2 separate regions of the Callithrix jacchus genome follow, and region 1 is linked to region 2. Evidence: chromatin contacts called from public Hi-C data. All regions are on one chromosome and are shown on one strand. The core of a region is the stretch at or near the end of the contact, and the rest is flanking DNA. Distances in the headings are between cores, read along the strand shown.

The links. Hi-C and Micro-C count contacts between places; a contact is called where the count stands out from the background.
Region 1: a Hi-C map of induced pluripotent stem cells shows a contact between it and region 2, with 2.6 times the contacts expected there. The contact joins the enhancer-like site here to the promoter of TMEM223 in region 2. A contact is called at or near these places in 2 of 3 Hi-C or Micro-C datasets (induced pluripotent stem cells and skeletal muscle).

What each region holds. Positions count from the first base shown.
Region 1 is chr10:120,164,176-120,171,248 of calJac240_pri, forward strand. It overlaps SLC3A2 (solute carrier family 3 member 2), which reads left to right. Exons shown (of 12, transcript XM_003734288.5): 4 at 1,758-2,186; 5 at 2,613-2,786; 6 at 3,943-4,034; 7 at 5,472-5,540; 8 at 5,647-5,705; 9 at 6,196-6,376; 10 at 6,486-6,629. Among named protein-coding and RNA genes, the nearest start is that of SLC3A2, 34 kb to the left of the region's middle. Within about 2 kb of position 4,011, at least 7 of the 16 cell types and tissues checked have an H3K27ac peak or open chromatin away from gene starts, as enhancers often do. A contact at or near this core is called in skeletal muscle, where this site is marked.
Region 2 is chr10:120,067,053-120,073,975 of calJac240_pri, forward strand. It overlaps TMEM223 (transmembrane protein 223), which reads right to left and starts at 5,340. Exons shown (of 2, transcript XM_009008357.5): 1 at 5,013-5,340; 2 at 1-4,292. The coding sequence starts at 5,325. The coding sequence ends at 4,000. It overlaps NXF1 (nuclear RNA export factor 1), which reads right to left. Exons shown (of 21, transcript XM_054241495.2): 20 at 5,941-6,001; 21 at 5,474-5,817. The coding sequence ends at 5,779. TAF6L (TATA-box binding protein associated factor 6 like) reads left to right here. Exons shown (of 10, transcript XM_078341224.1): 9 at 1-126; 10 at 255-1,079. The coding sequence ends at 1,034. It overlaps TMEM179B (transmembrane protein 179B), which reads left to right and starts at 1,129. Exons shown (of 5, transcript XM_054241497.2): 1 at 1,129-1,265; 2 at 2,423-2,610; 3 at 2,692-2,826; 4 at 2,996-3,074; 5 at 3,283-3,632. The coding sequence starts at 1,170. The coding sequence ends at 3,444.

The DNA of each region.
Region 1 (7,073 bases), core at 2,761-5,260, 96 kb after region 2:
ACAGGGGCTGCCCCGTGCACCCCTTGTTCCTAGGGTGGGGATGGGGATGGATGCCTTAGGCTGCAGAAGGGACTAGCAGAGGATGATGAGCCTTTCTATCTTTTTTTTTTTGAGACGGAGTTTCGCTGTTGTTACCCAGACTGGAGTGCAATGGCACGATCTCAGCTCACTGCAACCTCCGCCTTCTGGGTTCAAGAATTCTCCTGCCTCAGCCTCCCGAGTAGCTGGGACTACAGGTGCACACCACCATGCCCAGCTGATTTTTGTATTTTTAGTAGGGACGGGGTTTCACCTCATTGACCAGGATGGTCTCGATCTTGACCTCGTGATCCACCCGCCTTGGCTTCCCAAAGTGCTGGGATTATAGGCGTGAGCCACCGCGCCCGGCCGAGGATGAGCCTTTCTACACTGTTTTCTCTGTTATTACTTAAGATATTGGCTTTTGCTTTCTTCTAAGTACACAGCAATCTTGGCTTCCAGTCTTGGTGGGAAAGGGAGAATGAACCAATTTCCTCCAGCTCCTCTCTGAAAATATCCCAACTGGCACTGTTGAGGAACAAGGAGTTCTTGAGAGTGTTGGCACTCCATGGTGTTGATGTCCGGTAGTTTCCTGCTGTGAATCTGTCTCTGCCCCACTTCAATCCAAGGACCCTGTGAAGGGAATTCTAGAGGTCTTCAAAGCGTCTGCAGTACCAGATGCCTCCAAGACCTAATACAGTGAAGTGATAGGGAGACAGGACCTTGGGGGAATTTGGGGTAATCTGTGCCCTGTAAGGTGGGTAAGAGTCTGGCCGTGGCATCTTCTGGTCTATTCTAGGAAAACGGTGGATGCCTCTGATTCCCAGCTCTGTTATGTTCATTACAGGCTTGTCAGTCTCTTCTGGATGTCTGATTCCTAGCTGCTAAACATCCAGCTGGGGGTGGGGTAGGATTAGAAGGGGGGCGTCTACCTCAACTCTCCTGCCCAAACATTGATTTTAAAGTACTGTGAAGAAGACTGGATTAGCGTTAATTCAATAAAGTTAACAAAGCAAAGTATTGGAGTGAGTGCACAATAAATAGTTGCTGCATGAGTTAAGTACTTGAAATTAAACTCAAGAAGAGTCTTGCAAAACGAGTGGGAGTAAGCCCTGCACGGAAGCAGAGGTCTACGCCGAGGCCCGAGAGGGCAAGCCTTGGGGAAAAGACCGAAGCTGTGTCTGGCTGCCTCTGAGAGTGATAGCAGCCATGCAAAGTTGGGAATACCAGGCGGTGGCCAGAGCCCTGAACCACGGGCAAGTAGAGGATAGTGTTGGGGTAGTCACTAGCCTGCCGGAATGGGGGCCTTTGGGGGCGGTTAAGCCTAAGGGACGCAGGAGGGACCTCGGGATTTGGGGCTGGATCACAGGCCTCGTCCACTTAAAGGTGGCTCCGCGCCGAGCGGTCCCAGCCTCAGGTTGAAAAGAACCTTAGGGTTAGATTGGAGATGAGAAATAGGACGACGCAGAAAGTACTGTCGAAGGCGTGTTCCTGACTTTACTATCCTGAGTCGCCCGCAACGGCTGGGGCAGTCGCCGAGGTTCCACCTTAAGGGGCGGGGCGGGGCGGGGCTCGGCTCCCCTGCCCCTACCCTGAGGCCGCACCCGCTGCCGAGCAGATGTACTAGCGGAAGCTGCGCGTAGTCACCCGGGCCAGGGAGATCGTTCTGTGTCCGGGGTTCCGGGTAGGGGTTGAGCCACCATCTGACCGCAGTCTGAGTCGTGTCGCCCGTTCTGCAGGCACCATGAGTCAGGACACCGAGGTGGATATGAAGGAGGTGGAGCTGAATGAGCTAGAACCCGAGAAGCAGCCGATGAACGCGGCGTCTGGGGCGGCCATGGCCGTGGCGGGCGCCGAGAAGAATGGTCTGGTGAAGATCAAGGTGGCGGAAGATGAGGCGGAGGCGGCAGCCGCGGCCAAGTTCACGGGCCTTTCTAAAGAGGAGCTGCTGAAGGTGGCGGGCAGCCCTGGCTGGGTGCGCACCCGCTGGGTGCTGCTGCTGCTCTTCTGGCTCGGCTGGCTCGGCATGCTGGCTGGTGCCGTGGTCATAATCGTGCGGGCGCCGCGCTGTCGCGATCTACCCGTGCAGAAGTGGTGGCACACGGGCGCCCTCTACCGCATCGGCGACCTTCAGGGCTTCCAGGGCAACGGCGCGGGCAACCTGGCGGGTGAGTGCAGCGCGTCCCTGTCCCTGGTTGAATCTGTGGCCAGCAGACCCCCTCCCCTGTCCCCAGAGTGATCTAGCCGGTTCTCCCCTCCATCCGGTACCCAGGACTGTTCTCCCCACACCCCCTCCCGGTACATTGTCCTTCCCTCCTTTCTTTGAAGAAAACCGCCCCGCCCCTCACTTTGTCACGAGGGTGGGTGACTCAGCGTCCTCACTCCCAGCGGCGCCTGGAGCCAGTTGCAACCGGTTTCTGAAGTAACTTGCAGGGCTCCTTACATCAGCTCCCGAGTCTCGTGATTCAATCTCACCTCCCCCTTTCCCCCGTCCCCGCTCCCAGTCCCAACCTTAGGCTCTGGGGGAAGGGAGAGTGGGGAGGTCAGAGGCCCCTCAGAGGAGCCTCACCTCTTAACCCAGCCCCCCATTTCAGGTCTGAAGGGGCATCTCGATTACCTCAGCTCTCTGAAGGTGAAGGGCCTTGTGCTGGGCCCAATTCACAAGAACCAGAAGGATGATGTTGCTGGGACCGACTTGCTGCAGATCGACCCTAATTTTGGCTCCAAGGAAGATTTTGCCAGTCTCTTGCAATCTGCCAAAAAAAAGAGTGGGTATCCCGGGGTTCCCAAGGAATCAGGTAGAAGGGATTTGGCCAGAGGGAAGTAGGATAGAAGTTTTGTCTGGTTTCCTCCGAACTGGCTCGAGTTTTCCTAGGGCAGGTAGAGGGGAGATTGGGCTGTCTTCAGCCTAAAATGGATTTATTTGCAGTCGTTTGGGGGCTTCCGACTTGGCTGTGGAATCTTGAACAGGTCATTTAATTTCTGGGCTTCAATGCCCTTATTTGCAAAATGCAGATATTTACTAAATCAGTCGTTTTAGACTTGCAAAACACTATGTTCTTTTGGGGGTGGGGAATCCCAAATGTTGTTTTACAACTCAGTATAGACACGTTTAAAAAGGTTCACTTTGGGAGTGGAGAACACAGGGTCCACTTCTCTGCACTATAAACTTTCTGCTTTCCGATGTCTTTTTTTTTAAACAATGGAGTCTCGTTCTGTCACCCAGGCTGGAGTGCAGTGGCATGATTTCAGCTTACCGCAACCTCCTCCCCTGGGGTTCAAGTGATTCTTTTGCCTCAGCTGCTGAGTAGCTGTAACTGTAGGCGTGTGCCACCACATCTGGACAATTCTGGATAATTTTTTTCCCCCCCTGAGATGGAATCTTGCTCTGTCGCCCAGGGTGGAGTGCAGTGGTGCGAGATCTCGGTTCACTGCAACCTCCACCACCCCAGTTCAAGCAATTCTGCCTCAGCCTCCTGTGTAGCTGAGATTACAGGTGCCCACCACCTCACCAGCTACTTTTTTATTTTGAGTAGACACGGGGCTTCACCATGTTGGCCAGGCTGGTCTCAAACTCCTGAACTTGTGAGCCACTATACCCCGCAATTTTTTTATTTTTAGAGATGTTTTTCAGCATGTTTGCCAGGCTGGTTTTGAACTCCTGACCTCAGGTGATCCGCCTGCCTCGGCCTCCCAAAGTGCTGGGATTACAGGCATGAGCCACCACACCTGCCTGCCTTCCAATAACTTAAGGCCCTTCCTTGCTCACATCTATTTCAATAGGATGAATTTTGCCAGGGTTCAAATTCAAACTTTTGTACCAAATAATACATAGGAAACACTCATTGAGTTGCATTTTTGATTTCCTTATTTCTCCTTAACCCCTAGACTGTCTCATGACTGCCTCTTCCTCCATTGTTCTAGGCATCCGCATCATTCTGGATCTCACTCCCAACTACCAGGGTGAGAACTCGTGGTTCTCCACTCAGGTTGACACTGTGGCCACCAAGGTGAAGGTGAGTGTTGGAGCTGATGGCTGGTGGAAGTCAGATGCTGGGGCTGGGATGGTCCTTTCACAGCAAGCCCTGTAGACCCAGCCTGGCTCCAGTTGAAGGGTCCCTTTGCTCCTTGGGGCCAAGCAGGAACGCCTCCTCCCGTAGTCGAGGGATAGGCCAATAGCACACCTCTGTTTTTCTTGTTCCTTTTCTGATCTTTTATATTTCTTACTTCCTTGACTCTGAGGATGAGACAGTGCCAGGAAGGGACCTTCTCAGATGTCAGTCTGGAAGTTTGATTTTTCTTTCTTTTGGGAGAGGAAGCTCTTTGTCTGTGGGAATCCTATCCTGACTGGTTTCCCAGTTCTTGTTTGATGTGTTTGGAATAGAGCCCAGTCTGAAATTATAAGCACTGGGGTACTCCTATGTGTCTGGGACTATGCCAAGTATTTTATAGATGTTTTCTAATTCCCTGTAAAACTGTATCTCATTTGCCATAGGCTCAAATCTATACCCAGCAGGCTAGGAGTAGGGCTTTGAATGTCATCCTAGCTCCTGATTCCTGGGTCCTAGGACACTGACTTGTTCAGAATGGGTAGAACAAAAATGGAGGCAGATACTGACACTGCTGGTAGCTGTCATTGTGAGATAGAATTCTGGACTCCCAGCATTTGGGTAGGACCCGGGCACTGTCCAGTTTAGGCCTTGCCTAGCGGACCTTCTAAAAGTTACTGATAAGAGAATGTTTTTGGATGGTTTGGTGTGAGGGGTGGTACCCTCACATGGAAATGGAGACCAGAGGACAGAGCAGGGGGCCCAGGGAAAGGGAAGAAAGGGAGAGTGGGAGGAAGTTCCACATTGTGCACCAGATGAGTGCCAGGGCTCTTACTCTGCAGCACTGGCCTCTTCAAATCTAAACTGCCCTGGGGCTGTGCTTTGAATGTCAATCTTCAATCCTTAGTCTTTCTCTGAGTGGCTCTTATACTCACACCTTCCCTGGGCCTCAGGAAGCTGGGAGAGGGGGGATCTTGACTGACATTCTCGATCCTGTCTGCTGCTCACTGATTATGACCCATGGACATGTCTCCCTGCTTCTGTTTCTTCATCTCTAGAACAGACATACTAACCTTCCAACACTAAGTGTTAAATGAAGTTATGTTTGTGGACATCTTCTCTGGGCCCCTTTGTGTAGCTTTCAAAGGTGAAGCTGTGTGATTTGCCAGAGGCGGGAATAGAGAACTAAAATGCTGTAGCACTAAGAAAATCAGTGGAAGGGTAGAACTGGCGGGGTGCCAGGGCTAAGCCTTTGTAGTGCAGCAAGGGAAGACCCAGGCAAGGCACAAGAGTCTGCCCAGGTCCTGGGGAAGTGTGTGTTGAGTGAGGTTTAGTGTGGACTGGAATTTTCGGAGCCTTTTCCTGAGAACTGATGTCTGTCCTCTACTATTCTGCCCCCCATAGGATGCTCTGGAGTTTTGGCTGCAAGCTGGCGTGGATGGGTTCCAGGTTCGGGACATAGAGAATCTGAAGGTGAGTTCCCTTTCCATATTAGGGACAAAGCTTGGGTGAGAACAGAGGGACTCAGCCAGACCCTGAGGATACCTTCTGTTCCTTGATTCTGCTTTTTTCTTTCTAGGATGCATCCTCATTCTTGGCTGAGTGGCAAAACATCACCAAGGGCTTCAGTGAAGATAGGTGGGTACAGGCACCATTTTGCTGACTCAGCTCCATTGTGGGAACCCCTCAGTGGAGTGCTAGGCCTAAGAAGTGGGGGTTCCTAGTCTAGAGAACTTTCTGTATCCTTTTCTTTTTTTTAATTAAATTTTTCCTCCGCTAAGAGTCTTATTCTTTTCTTTCTTGATGGAGTTTTGCTCTTCTTGCCCAGGCTGGAGTGCAATGGCGCGATCTCCACTCACTGCAACTTCCTCTTCCTGGGTTCAAGTGATTCTCCTGCCTCAGCATCCCAAGTAGCTGGGATTGCAGGCATGCACCACTACACCTGGCTAATTTTGTATCTTTAGTAGAGATGGGGTTTCACTATGTTGGTCAAGCTGGTCCTGAACTCCTGACCCCAAGTGATCCACCTGCCTCGGCCTCCCAAAGTGCTGGGATTGCAGGTGTGAGCCATGGCGCCTGGCGCCATTCTTTCTTATACCAACCTTGATCCCCTCTCTCCCCTCTGCAGGCTCTTGATTGCAGGGACTAACTCCTCTGACCTTCAGCAGATCCTGAGCCTACTCGAATCCAACAAAGACTTGCTGTTGACTAGCTCGTACCTGTCTAATTCCAGTTTCACTGGGGAGCATACAAAATCCCTAGTCACACAGTATTTGAATGCCACTGGCAATCGCTGGTGCAGCTGGAGTGTGAGTACCATGCTGGTGGGAAAGGGGGCAGGTGGGCTTTGGGGAAAAGGGTTGATGGGAGAGGGAGGCAGGGGTGGGCGACGGGGCTCACTGGGGTCTCTCCTTGTAGTTGTCTCAGGCAGGGCTCCTGACTTCCTTCCTGCCGGCTCAACTTCTCCGACTCTACCAGCTGATGCTCTTCACCCTGCCAGGGACCCCTGTTTTCAGCTACGGGGATGAGATTGGCCTGGAGGCGGCTGCCGTTCCTGGACAGGTACTGCTTGCTGTCTGTCCATCACAGGGAGGTTGTTCATCCGTCTTATCATGATTCTGGGGATGGCAGCAGAGAGACGTTAGCCTTGGGGTGAAACCGCATTTGATTCCTAGTTGGTAGCTGAGTGGCTGTGTGGCTTTGGGCAAATTATTTTACCCTTCTGAAGTTTGTCATCTCTTGTGTTACTGCAATTTTTGAAGGGTGGTTAGGATTAAATGAGGGCATGTTTTTAATGGTAATGCCTGGTACCTGGAAGATGTTTAGTCTGGTAGTCACCATTCATTCATTCATTCTTTTATTCTTTGGACAGAGGGTACTGTGCTAGACTCTATGCCCTCAGGGGTCATAGTTTAGTGAGGGAGGGAGCCAGATGAGTAAAGGAGAAGTACATGGCAGTGGCTGGGCATGGTGGCTTATGCCTGTATTCCCAGCACTTTGGGAGAC
Region 2 (6,923 bases), core at 4,090-6,589:
GTCGAACGAGTCCTGTATCCACACCTGTCCACTTACTGGACAAACTTGCAGGCTGTGCTGGATGATTATTCAGTCTCTAATGCCCAGGTCAAAGCAGATGGGCACAAAGTCTATGGAGCCATTCTGGTGAGTGCCATCGCCATCCAGTCTCCCTTCCTTGCATGAGCTTAGCAGCCAAGCAGGCTTACTTTGGAGTACTTGATGGTCCCAGGTTCCTCGAAGTTCTTGCCTGTCTTAGTCCCTGGCTCTTACAGGTGGCCGTAGAGCGACTGCTGAAGATGAAGGCCCAGGCAGCAGAGCCCAACAGGGGTGGCCCAGGTGGCAGGGGGTGCCGGCGCCTGGACGACCTGCCTTGGGACAGCCTTCTCTTGCAAGAGCCTTCTTCCGGGAGCGGTACAGAGCCCAGCTTTGGGTCCGGTCTCCCGTTGCCGCCAGGGGGCGCGGGGCCGGAGGATCCTTCTCCTTCGGTGACCCTGGCGGACATCTACCGGGAGCTCTACGCCTTCTTCGGTGACAGCTTGGCCACACGCTTCGGCACAGGCCAGCCTGCACCCACGGCTCCGCGGCCGCCCGGGGACAAGAAGGAGCCGGCGGCCGCCCCGGACTCAGTGCGGAAGATGCCGCAGCTGACGGCGAGCGCCATGGTCAGCCCGCAGGGCGACGAGAGCCCTCGGGGCAGCGGCGGCGGCGGCCCCGCGTCGGCCTCTGGGCCCGCCGCCTCTGAGAGCAGGTCGCTACCACGCGTGCACCGGGCGCGCGGAGCGCCGAGGCAACAGGGGTCCGGGGCCGGCACCCGCGACGTCTTCCAGAAGAGCCGTTTCGCCCTGCGCGGCGCCCCCCACTTTCGCTTCATCATCGCCGGGCGGCAGGCTGGGAGGCGCTGCCGCGGGCGCCTTTTCCAGACTGCCTTCCCCGCGCCGTACGGTCCTAGCCCGGCCTCCCGCTACGTGCAGAAACTGCCCATGATCGGCCGCACCAGCCGCCCCGCCCGCCGGTGGGCGCTCTCGGACTACTCGCTGTACTTGCCGCTCTGAAGCGGTGGTCGCCTACGTTTTTGTAAATAAATCCCGCCTCCGGAAGTGATGTTTCCGCTCTCGTGGGTTTCGCCGGATGAGGCGGAGTTTGGGCGAGGTGCTGCGGCGGCGTCGCTTCCTAGTAGTCGGGGCGCCATGGCGCTGCCCTGGCTGCAGCGCTTCGAGCTCGTGCTCTTTGCCGCGGCCTTCCTGTGCGGGGCCGTGGCGGCCGCGGCGCTGACTCGGACCCAGGTGCGGCTGTGGGGCGGGGCAGGTAGGCGGGGAAGCTGGCTGGTCCTGACGTGGCGTGGCCACTGTTGCTTTCCGAGCCGGTGGACCTAGTGAGGCCCGGCTGGCGCCGGCCTGTGGCTGAAACGCAGCGACGCGAATCGCGCTTTGTGGCCCCTTGCCAAAGGGACGAGTCAGTAGCGTCTTACGGAACTAGACGGAATCGGGCTTGGTGGCTCCTGCTGCACCACTTTGCTCTGGTTCTGAAACAAGTCGGTGCAGGCTCTGCGTCCATCCGTTAAATCAGAAACCATTTGTGCTGAGCTTTGTCGAGAAATAAAGCATAGTGTAGTGGAGATGATCAGGCTACCACATGATTGCAGCACAATGCATTAAAAGACAAAATAGAGATGTAGAAAACGCTGACGTAAAGGTAGAAACCAATAATTTATATCGTTTACCCCAACCAGGTAATCTTGTTAGTAAACATGGGTTCATTTAATTCCTATAAAGTAGACACGAGCCTGCCTATTTTACACCATTAGAAAACCTCAGAGATCTGCCGGGTGCGGTGGCTCAAACCTGTCATCCCAGCACTTTGGGAGGCCTAGGCAGGTGGATCACTTGAGGTCAGGAGTTTGAGACTGGCCTGGCCAACATGGCAAAACCTTGTCTTTACTAAAAATATAAAAATTAGCTGGGCGTGGTGTGGGCGCCTGTAATCCCAGCTACTCAGGAGGCTGAGGCAGGAGAATTGCTTGAACCCAGGAGGTGGAGGTTGCAGTGTGCTAAGATCGTGCCATTGCACTCCAGCCTGGGCACAAGAGCAAAATTCCATTTCAGGGAAAAAAAAAAAAAAGAAAACCTCAGAGATACTTACTTGTTGAAAAATATACAAGGCCTGGGTTTACTGCAAGGTTTCTTCTGCACAGAGCCCAGATCTTGTGAGGCTTCTCTGAAGCTCATTGTATTCTATAATCATTGCCTATTTTCTGATCCTTGGGCCACTGCAGGTTTCATTCCCCAGCAGGCCCTCTCCATCAATATCCTTGTCCCAGAAACAGAAATTGACAGTGCACAAATAACTTCCTGCAATGGTTCTGCTACCACTAACACCTACCAAGAGACTGCGTCCAGAGGTATTAGCCTGAAATCTGGGACTCAGCAGCTTCTCTCCACAGGGTTCCTTCAGCGGTAGATGTCCCCTGTATGGTGTGGCCGTCCTGAATGGCTCCTCCCTGGCCTTATCCCGTCCCTCGGCCCCATCCCTCTGCTACTTTGTAGCTGGGGCCTCTGGCCTTTTGGCCCTCTACTGCCTCCTGCTTCTGCTCTTCTGGGTCTACAGCAGCTGCATCGAGGACTCCCACAGGTGATTGCTCAACCCTGAGGGCCAGGGGCTGAGGTAGGATGAGTCTCCCCTCAACCCCAAGGCTTGTTCTCTTCCTCTCAGAGGTCCTATAGGGCTGCGCATTGCACTGGTCATCTCAGCAATAGCCATCTTCCTGGTCTTGGTGTCTGCCTGTATCCTTCGATTTGGCACCAGGTCTTTCTGCAGCTCCATCATCTCCCTGAACACTACAATTAGGTAATGGGAGAGGGAGGGAATCCTGGCTGGGGCTATTTTCCCTCTCATGGGGGTCCTGTAATTTCCCTTTTTATCCCCATCTATTGCTCAACTCACACGGTGCCCGGCACGGATGTGCCTCAATTATAAACTATCACCCTTTCTCACAACTGTCTCTTCGACCTCACAGCTGTTCTGAAGCCCAGAAAATTCCATGGACACCCCCTGGAACTGCTGTGCAGTTTTACTTCAACCTACACAATGCTGAAGTGAGACCCAGGGATACACAGAAAAATTCACTAAGTATCTGTAGCTGTGTGGGTGCTCACCAGCGTATGATGAGCTTGTTGGCCCACCAGTGAGAGAAGCTGAGGGGCTTGTCAACCTAAAATTCAGCAGTTAAGAGTGGTGTGTGGGTGGGAAGGACTGGATTTGAAACGGTCCCCCTCCTCACACCCCTGTCCCTGTCTCCCACAGACCTCTTCGTGGGTGAATTTGGTATTGTGGTGTTTGGTCTTGGTGCTCCAGGTCGTGCAGTGGAAGTCTGAAGCCACCCCATGCCGGCCTCTGGAGAGGGGTGACCCTGAGTGGAGTTCTGAGACAAGTGCTCTCTTTGGGCCACGCCTTTCCCATTTCTGAAGAATAACCAGAGTGCTTCCTGCAGCCAAACACTCCATGCCCAAGTGCCTGCAGTCCTCTTGCCCCCACGAAGCCCTGTTTATGCTGGGAGCCTTAGTTTTCCCTTCAGGAGGGAAATGTAATGACAGGCCCCCCTCCACCTCTTCCTACAGCGGTTTTTCTACCAAAATATATTACTGTCTTCATCTTAGGAGTGAGTTTTTGATGTTAAAGCACAAGTAGATGGGAGGAAGGAGTGAAGGCTCAACAGAGATGGACTGAAACTTAGAGGTACTGGCTAGCAGCTGCCCTAGGGATGACTGCTCCTTTATTTGTTAATGAATATTGGGCCTCCTTGCAGGACCCCTACTCCATCTCTAAGGCGGTTTTTTTTTTTTTTGGAAATAGAGACAAGGTCTTGCTATGTTGCCCAGGCTGTTCTCAACCTGGGCTCAAGCAGTCCTCCTGCCTCAGCCTCCCAAAGTACTAGGATTAAAATAGGTGTGAACACACCTGGCTCTCCAAGGTTCCATTTTTTCCCCCTCTTGGAGAGGTGAGTGACTCGAGGTCGTTTCTTCACAGGCTCCTGTAGGCACCCACAGTATTGTCAAAGAGCTTAGTGTTAGGGAAGCGTCCAGCTTTGTCCAAGAGGAAATAGAAGCGCCGGCCTTTGACTTTCAGAGGTAGCATGGCCGGGACTTCATCCCGGTGCGCCATGCAAGATACCTGGTTCAAAGGAACTGTGAAATTGGCCCACAAGCCAAAGGGGGCATGAGTGGTGAGGGTCACCTGTTGCCCTCCAGCTCGGAGCACCACCGAGCGCACAGACCGGAGAGAGAAGAGAAGACCAGCACCAAGTACCAGGGCTCCTGCAGGAAAAGCAGGGATTGGGGTGAGGCGTTTTCACTGGACAACTAAGTACCCACCTTCCTAGTCTCCTCTAAGAAATTTGGGAGGTGAAAGTAATATTTACTGAGCTCCTCTTAGGCCCCAGAATCCTGATATTCCTCCCTACAGCCTTAATAGATGTCAGTTTCCATTTTAAAGGGAAGACGAAGGTTCCCGAGTTGTTTTTGTTTTTTGAGATGGACTCTCAGTCTGTCTCCCAGGATGCAGTGGCACGATCCCAGCTCACTGCAACTTCCGCCTCCCAGGTTCAAGCGATTTTTTTGCCTCAGCCTCCCGAATAGCTGGCACTACGGGTGCGCACGTCTGGCTAATTTTTTTGTATTTTTAGTAGAGAAGGGGTTTCATCATATTGGCCAGGCTGGTCTCGAACTCCTGACCTCATGATCCGCCAGCCTCGGCCTCCCAAAGTGTTGGGATTACAATTGGGAGCCATCGCGCCCGGCCGGGTCCACGGCTTTAAGGACCTTGCTCAAGGTTGCAGAGTGAAGGGCAGATCTCAGCCTAGACTATGACAGGGCATGGTGCTCAGAGACATGAGTGTTTCGCATTTCTATGGGGCAAGCCCACCCGCCACTCTCTCTCGTCTGGGATAAAGGGCCCCTGATACTCCCTGCCTGCGAACGGAGGGTACTCTTCTGCCACCCCAGGTTGAAACAGTGGGAAGGCAGCCCACGTCTTACCGATGGTGCCGCAGCCGACGGCCAGACCGTAGCGCCAAAGCGCGGAGCGCAGGTCGCGGCCATGGCTTGGGACCTCCTCATCCTGAGGCTGCACCGAGACAAGGGGCCGGGACACGGTTGCCACAGCCAGGGAGGCCCAGAAGACGCCCTGGCCCGCGCAAAACAGCCCAAGGATGGTGAAGAAGCGGCCCCGTTCGTGCTCAAAGAGCAGCACATCCTGTTGCAAGGTCGCGGCTTGCAGGAGCCGGCGCGTGGGCAGTGTCCGCAATGCCGCTAGCAGTCCCGTGAACCACCGACTCCTAAGAGCCGCCATGACTAGCTGACTTCCGGGGCGGGGCTTCCTGCCGCGGAACCACCTCCCCTCTCCCTGGACGCCCTCCCCGCCTCCCCTCTTCCCTGGCTACAAGGCCCGCCCTCCTGCTCAGGGTTGGGAGGAGAAAACGGATCCGGCACTCAGAACACAAAATACAACATCACTGTTTATCTTAAAAAGTAAGGAGGTCCTGGGGTTAAGTACACAAAGCACCTAAGTCCTTCGGGTAGTTTAGTGTCAGTTCTACAAAGTAAGCTTTGGCTTCCTGGCACCAGTGAGGCTCAATCTTCTGAGGTCTTCCAGAAGGCAGGTGAGAAGGATCCAGCAGCCCTCCCTCCTCGGTCACAGTCACAGGGCAGCCTTGGGCCAGACAGGAGGAGATGACAGATGACAACCAGACAGTAATATCCAACGGCTATTTACAGGGGGGCTGCTTCTGGGGCATGACTGCAATCACTTCATGAATGCCACTTCTGGGATCTCGCCCTTGGCCTGGAGAAAAATGAAAGGTCAGTAGAGGCAGGCCTACCCTCCCCACTTAGCAACCCCAGCTAACCTGACCTCCTGAAGGCCAGGAGATCCCAGTGTTTTTACCACTGTATTTCCAGACCTTACCTTGAGATGGGTGAAGGCCTGGGCAGATCTGGTGTAGTCCCAGTTGTTGTCCTGAAGGCACCTGGAATAGGGAGAACAGGCAGTTCCATAAGAACTCTAACCCCGGACGGACATTGTGGCTCATGCCTGTAATCCCAGCACTTTGGGAGGCTGAGGTGGGTGGATCACTTGAGGCCAGGAGTTTGAGACCAGCTTGGCCAACATGGTGAAACCCCATCGCTTAAAAAAAAAAAAAAACTCTGACTCCCCCTAAATGCCATTTGAAAGTCCATTCTTTTTTTTTGAGACGGAGTTTCACTCTTGTTACCCAGGCTGGAGTGCAATGGTGCGATCTCGGGTCACCGCGACCTCCACCTCCTGGGTTCAGGCAATTCTCCTGCCTCAGCCTCCTGAGTAGCTGGGATTACAGGCGTGAGCCACTACGCCCAGCCGGAAGTCCATTCTATAAAAGCACCCAAGTTTGCCAACAAGTATGTACATTCTTATATATCCTTGCACTACTTATACAATGAGAAATTAGTAAAAGATCAAATGTTCTACCAATGGTCTATCAGTGACAAGGAGGATTACACAGCTGTCAAGCCCAGGACAGTCTTACAGTGGCAGGGAGAGATGATCTGGTCTAAGTAAAGAAACTAAGTTGCAAAATAGGATATAAAAAGGAACTTCCATTTTGTCCATTTTGGCTTTTAATTTTTTTTTTTTTCAGACAGTCTCCCTCTGTTGTCCAGGCTGGAGTGCAGTGACTTGATCTCGACTCACTGCAACCTCCACCTCCTGGGTTCAAGCGATTCTCCTGCCTTAGTCTCCCTAGTAGCTGGGACTACAGGTGCATGCCACCATGCCCAGATAATTTTTTGTATTTTTTAGTAGAGACGGGGATTCATGATGTTAGCCAGGATGGTCTCCAGCTCCTGACCTCATGATGCCCACCTCAACCTCCCAAAGAGATGGGATTACAGATGTGAGCCACCACACCCGGT